Regions from separate parts of the Mus musculus genome. Here region 2 is linked to region 1. A link is a contact called in public promoter capture Hi-C data. All regions are on one chromosome and are shown on one strand. Each heading gives the region's core, a stretch centred on a gene start, on an enhancer-like site or on the middle of the called end of the contact. The rest is flanking DNA. Distances are from core to core; before and after follow the strand shown.

Region 1 (3,112 bases), core at 243-2,742:
GCTCCACATGATACGGTCAGCATGGAATGGAGCCCAGCAGATGCCGAATACCACAACCAGTGCAACTGCAAGGACAGAGAAGAGATTTGATCTTCATCATGCTTAGAGTTTGCATCTACAGCTCACTATCTTCCGGTCCTAGAAAAGCAGACAGGAGAGCCAGGTAGTGGTGGTGCACACCTTTAATCCCAGTACTTTGGAGGTAGAGGCAGGTGAATCTCTGGTCTACACAGCAAGTTCTAGAACAGCCAGAGCTACACAAAGAAACTCCTTCTCTCTTTTTTTCCCTCTTCCCTTTTCTGTCTTTCTCTGGCCTCGCTCCCTCCACCCCAAGCCCCACTTGCTCTGGTCCCTGCTAAGTCTGGCCCATAGGTTTTTTTTGTTTTATTATTATTATTATTATTATTATTATTATTATTATTATTATTATTATTAGTTTCTCATTACGGATGGTTGTGAGTCACCATGTGGTTGCTGGGATTTGAACTCATGACCTCCAGGAGAGTGGTCAGTGCTCTTACCTGCTGAGCCATCTCACCAGCCCTGAAACCCTTTCTCAAAACAATAACAACAACAAGCAAGCAAGCAAGCAAACAATACCCTGGAAGCTCAATTCCTTCCCCAGACTGGAGGAAGCTCAGCTTTCTCCTCAACAATGACTTACACAGCATCTTGGTCACCTGTCTCCGTCCCCTATCTTGCAGCTGAATCCTTCTGTGGGAGGTCTCCTGGGTTGCTGCGGTTTTCCTGCCCTTGACCTCCACTTGGAGCAACATCCTCTCCCTCCGCAGCCGCAGCCCAATGAGCAGATACAGCACACTGATGGTGACCATGGGCAGACAGAAGAAGAGCAGTGCGGTAGTCAGTACCACCAACTTGTAGAAGTCCATGGGACCCACCAGCGAACATATAGCTGAGTCGGGCACCGGCCCCCGGCAGGGCACAGTTAGTTGACTGAGGCCATGCAGGCTGGTGTTGGGCAGAGAGAAGAGAGTAGCGAGGACCCAGATGGCCCCCACCATGCGGCGCACATGGGCCCGTGTCATCACAGACTTGGCTTGGAGTGGGCGCACCACGGCCACATAACGCTCCACACTCAGGGCTGTGACATTGAGCACTGAAGCTAGGCAGACGGTCTCTAAGAGCAGTATTCGGAAGTAGCAGGCACTCGCACCCAGCTGGAACGGGTAATTTTGCTGCATCTCATAAAGCTCCAGAGGCAAGCCCACCAGGAGCACCAGCATATCGGACACAGCGAGGCTGAAGAGGTAGAAGTTGGTGGGCGTGCGCATAGTCTTGTTGCGCAGGATGACGGTGCAGGTCAGCCCGTTGCCCAGAGTGCCCACCACGAAGATCAGCAGGTACGTGACACAGATGGGGACAAACTGTTTCATCTGCTGTGGCCCCAAATACTTCAGCCTCAGGGCCTCATCGGTAAGGTTCAGATCCTCAGGTTGATAGGGCCACTTGAACTCACTGATATTGCAGACCAGGGGGCTCCTTGAAGCATTTGGGGAGAGCGCTCCAGGAAAGATGGAACAATTGAGGCAGGGAGGAGTCTGTAGGATAGAAGGGGGAGATACCCAGAAGTCATTTAGGTAATCCCAGCTCTGTCCTAAGTTATCACACTGTAGAGGACTGATTAGTCACATGCCACTGGGAAAGAAAGCATCTGCCACCCACTAAAGTGCATTTCAACTACAGAGTATCCGGAGTGCAAACCTTGAAAATAATAAAATTGGCCGGGCAGTGGTAGTGCGCAGCTTTAATCCCAACGCGAAGGAAGCTGAGGCAGGCAGGTCTCATGTGAGTTTGAGGCTAGCCTGGGCTACAGAGCAAGTTCCAGGACAGTTAGAACTACAGAGAGAGACACTGTCTAAAAAACAAACAAAAACAAACAACAAAAAACCAATCAACAACAACAACAACAAAGAGTTATCCTCTATCCTCTACACACATACATGCAAACAGTATATATGCACAAGTACACACACACACACAAATGAAATACTTTTTAAATGATAAGATTGGCCCTTTACAATCTACTGGAATCTTTGAAGAAATGCCAGGTTTTTCCAAGAACGCTTGGCTATCTCCTTTGGCTGTCTCCCTTTTAAGACAGACTTCAGGAGAGCCACTTGATGTGGACCTCAGAAAAGTGGGTGCAACTGCAGTATTGCTTGGTCTTTAAAGAGCCGGGGCTCCTAAAGCAACTGCCAGGGCAGACCTGACCTCCCCAACTCCAGGTGCAAGATCCCGGTATTTAATCCACAAAAAGCATCGACACATGGCAGACCTGACATACAGAACGCTGTGTGTGACCTTGGTGTGAAGAGAAAGCCACCGTAGGGGTTAAGTGAAGGAGTGAAAAAGCTAAAAAACTGTACTTTGACCCAAATTTGATTCTGTTTTCTGTCACCTGAATCACTCCCAGTCTAAATATTTTATATTCTTTGCACCTACTAGACCTGGAGTTCTCACTCTCGGAACTCTCACGGAGAGGAGCTGGGGATGGGCAGGTGACAGCCCAGGTTCAAGAGAGCAGCGCTGAGACGACAGTCATCAGAAAAATGACAGAAATAAACTGACTAACTGAGAGGTCTCTCCCACAACCCCCAAATGTCTCACAGAGTTTTTCCACCCATCTCACTCTGAGAGCCGCTCCTGTCAGGGCCCGTATCCCGCTCACCTACCATGCCTTCTGCCCAGGAGGTCCTGTGCGCCCTGGCTCCCACTGACAGATAGATGCTGAGCTGAAGGCGACCTGACAGAGGCTGCCCTCCCCGCCTTCCTGGTTGCTTCGCCTGTTGTTCACAAAATCGCCACTAGAGGGCAACGCTGACCCCGGAGCTTGGAGTACTTAGGACCACTCCCAAAGGACTCTACCTGCATCCAAACCATACTAGCTAGCTGTTGGAATCACCCGGAGCTGAGAGTGTCTTCTTTTTCTAGACAACAATCCCATTTTACAGGTGAGAAGAAAAGAAAAAAAGAGCCAGAGAGAGGAAGTCCGTGAGACTTGGGTCTAAAATGCTGTCCCCACCTGCAGCACGCCGACTGAGCAGGACTTGTTCCGTGTCCTGCAATTCTTTCTGACCCACATTTTCAGACA
Region 2 (3,230 bases), core at 291-2,790, 1.1 Mb after region 1:
CTCCCTGCCTTTCTTCCTCTGCTGTGAGAACCGCAGCCTCCCCTGTTCCCTGCCACCACTGTGATGCTCTGCCTCTCCGTAGGCTCAAGCAACAGGACAAGTTGACCAGGACCATAAAACCTGCAGCCATGAGCCAGAGTAAACTCTTTTAAAAAGTCATCTCTGGCACTTTGTCACAGCAACGAAAGGTTGATTCATGCACCTCGTGTGCATGCTTCTCTTCTGAAAATGAACACACAAGGGGGAGCGATATGAAAATTCATAAAAATGTAAGTGCTGTGAAGAACCTTAAAGTGACCCAACGACAGGACACAGGCTGACTGACCAAGCTCAGACCTGGAGAAACATGATGATGAGTGTAGCTACTACTTTCTAGGGAAGAAGATAGAGTGCAAAGGCCCTGGGGCAGGAGCCACGCTAGTATCCTGCAGGAGCCCTATTGTTGGGGCCAGCAGCTGGAACATAGGGAGAGAGCAGGAAAGCAGAGGGAAGACTGGCTAGGGAATTTGCCTTTTTGTTTGGAAAACTATGAAGTAGCAGAGCCTCAGGGGCTTAAGAGACTTGGGGAACTTGCAGGGTGAGCACACCTGTGTGTGTGTGTGTGTGTGTGTGTGTGTGTGTGTGTGTGTGTGCGCGCGTGTGTTGAAGTCCATCTGTGGGTGTAGGCAGAGGCTGAGGAGGCCAATGTGCTTGGTCAGACCTGTTGGGAAGGTAGTGAGCTGAACTCTGAGCCAAGCCCAGGCTTAAAGGTGAAACTGAGTCTCTGGATTAGTGGAGAGTGCCTACAAGAACAAGGGAGCCAGGGAGAAGGACTTGTGCATTGAGACCTTCCTGGAAGGGGCCTAGAGCGGCTGGCCAAGGGGCTTTAATAGAAAATGCCTCACAACCTTAGCTTTAGTAAGGGCCAGTGGAAGGGTCCTGAGCAGGGTCTCCCAGAGTCCTGAGCACAGTGGCTCAAGGCATTTGTTGTGCCTGGGTGAGGCTCCTGTCTTGGGAGGCTGGGAAAGTTTGTACTTTCACTAGTCCAGGAATATGTGTGTGTGTGTGTGTGTGTGTGTGTGAGAGAGAGAGAGAGAGAGAGAGAGAGAGAGAGAGAGACAGAGAGAGTGAGACAGAGAGACAGAGACAGAGAGACAGAGAAGAGAAAGAGGAGGGGAGCAGGGCAGAGACAGAGAGAGAGGAAAGGAACCCTCTCTCTCCCCTCCCCTCCCCTCCCCTCCCCTCCCCTTCTCTCCCTTTCTCTCCCCTTTTCTCTCCTCTCCTCTCCTCTCCTCTCCTCTCCTCTCCTCTCCTCTCCTCTCCTCTCCTCTCCTCTCCTCTCCTCTCCTCTCCTCTCCTCTCCTCTCCTCTCCTCTCCTCTCCTCTCCTCTCCTCTCCTCTCCAGGGTGGGGCTGTTTGGTAGTTCAGGACTGCAGGTCTGTCTGAGTGCGCTCTCTCTCTCTCTCTCTCTCTCTCTCTCTCTCTCTCTCTCTCTCTCTCTCTCTCTGTGTGTGTGTGTGTGTGTGTGTGTGTGTGTGTGTGCATGCGCGTGCATGTGTGAGGGGCGGGCACGGTGTCCCAGGAGGACAGAGTTTGCATTGATGAAAACCCTTCCCAGCTCTTTGAAGCCTCTTTCCCGCTGCCTGAGCCCAGCCGCCTAGTCCTCTGTGTCCCATAAGACTGCTCACTCCCTGCCAGGATGGCATCTTGTCTGGCCCTGCGCGTGGCGCTGCTGCTCATCTCTGGGGTCCTGGCCCCTGCGGTGCTCACAGGTAAGGGGCGCAGGCCCTCAGCTCTGCTGCTACCAACTTCTCAGGGCCAATAACTACCACTGGGACCAGATCCTCCAGTACCTATGGGGTACAAGCCCCTCACACAAGGTGGGATTCCCAGCTGTGGTGATTCTGGGAGACTCCCACAATGCTGGCTGGTAGAAACCGAGTAAGATGATGTATGTTAGCAGCAGGATGGGTGGCCATTGAAAAAGACTTGGGTATCAGGGTCTGGTACATTTGGCTGTCTGATGTTCTTGGGGTAATACTTTGCCGCTAGAACACCTGGAGACTTCTGGACCTGGGAGGCTGGAGGACTCATCAGACATAAGGCAAAGGGCTAAAGGCCAGAGACCCTCTGGGCAGAAAACCCAGAGACTCATGATTCCTTTAAATTCTGCAAACCCTTTCCTTCTGACTTACGACCTAGGTGCTGTCCCCATAGAGATAAATATTTCTTAGAGTCTTTTGCAGGATAGTGAGGAAACTGGACTGAGCCCTAGGTGGCCTCTCTGGGGTCTGAAAAAAACACTGCATGGCAGGCCTGCTCTGGGTCTGCTTCAGAGCAGGGACATAGGCACAGATAGGCTTTGATTATGAGAAAATAAATCTCGCGCAGTTGTTCAGTAGTCTGCAGAAAGGCCTCTGGGTTCCCTGGTTGTCTTACAACATTGCTGCCTGAACTTTAGGGGTGTCTGTGTGTCTACAAAGGAAAGAAGTCACCTCTGTGGTAGAAGCATAGCCTCGGAACTCGCGGCCACACCCCAGGATGGTGACGGTGGTCTGTGGGCCGTTCTACCTCCCCTCAACACCCCAGGAAATAGCTAAAGACCTGACTCTGCCCAGCCTGGCTCATACCTCTCTTGGCCATTTCCTAATCTGTAGAAGGTGGCACCCACTACGCTGCCTCCCTCATAGTGGGATGCTAAGGCCTCACCAGGGCTCAATGCAGGGCTCTGAGGATGGCCAAATGTCCAGTCAACACTCAGTGTTCAGAGTGTGAGCAGGGTTCAAAGCCCGAATGGATTTTGGGGAGAACCATCTCTTCTCATATGTTGGGACACACCCAGCTTCTGGAGTGGGAGCTGTGCTCGGTAATGTAGCCTGAAGTACCCCTGAGTTAGGACTTACAGTGGGAGGAGGCATTTTCTATTGCCTAGGACTTGGAGCTGAGACCCACACCGCTTCCTGCCACAGTGAGGCTGTTGCCTGGCAGGACCCTGCAGCTGGAGCCTTCCTAGTGGCTCCTGTCCAGGTTTCTGTTAGGTTTCTTCCAACCTAAGCCTCTAGCCAGAGCCCCGGTCAGATTATACATACACAACTCTAGTGGGTGGGCTTTCTGTTCCCACAGAAGCTTTGGGAATAGCCAAGACCTCGCCTGACCTCACCTCCCTCTTTTTCCACGACTTCCTTCTCCCCTAGGAACAGGCGGGCCCACAGCAGGCATGAGCATGCAAATCCCACCTTGGGTTTTGGGGT

Evidence for each region. Promoter capture Hi-C pulls out the DNA fragments that hold promoters and counts their contacts.
Region 2: a contact with region 1 is called in a promoter capture Hi-C map of liver, with 4 times the contacts expected there. The contact joins the promoter of Snorc here to the promoter of Nmur1 in region 1.

What each region holds. Positions count from the first base shown.
Region 1 is chr1:86,386,649-86,389,760 of GRCm38.p6, forward strand. Nmur1 (neuromedin U receptor 1) reads right to left here and starts at 1,493. Exons shown (of 2, transcript NM_010341.1): 1 at 665-1,493; 2 at 1-65. The coding sequence starts at 1,493.
Region 2 is chr1:87,468,661-87,471,890 of GRCm38.p6, forward strand. It overlaps Snorc (secondary ossification center associated regulator of chondrocyte maturation), which reads left to right and starts at 1,541. Exons shown (of 3, transcript NM_028473.2): 1 at 1,541-1,751. The coding sequence starts at 1,679.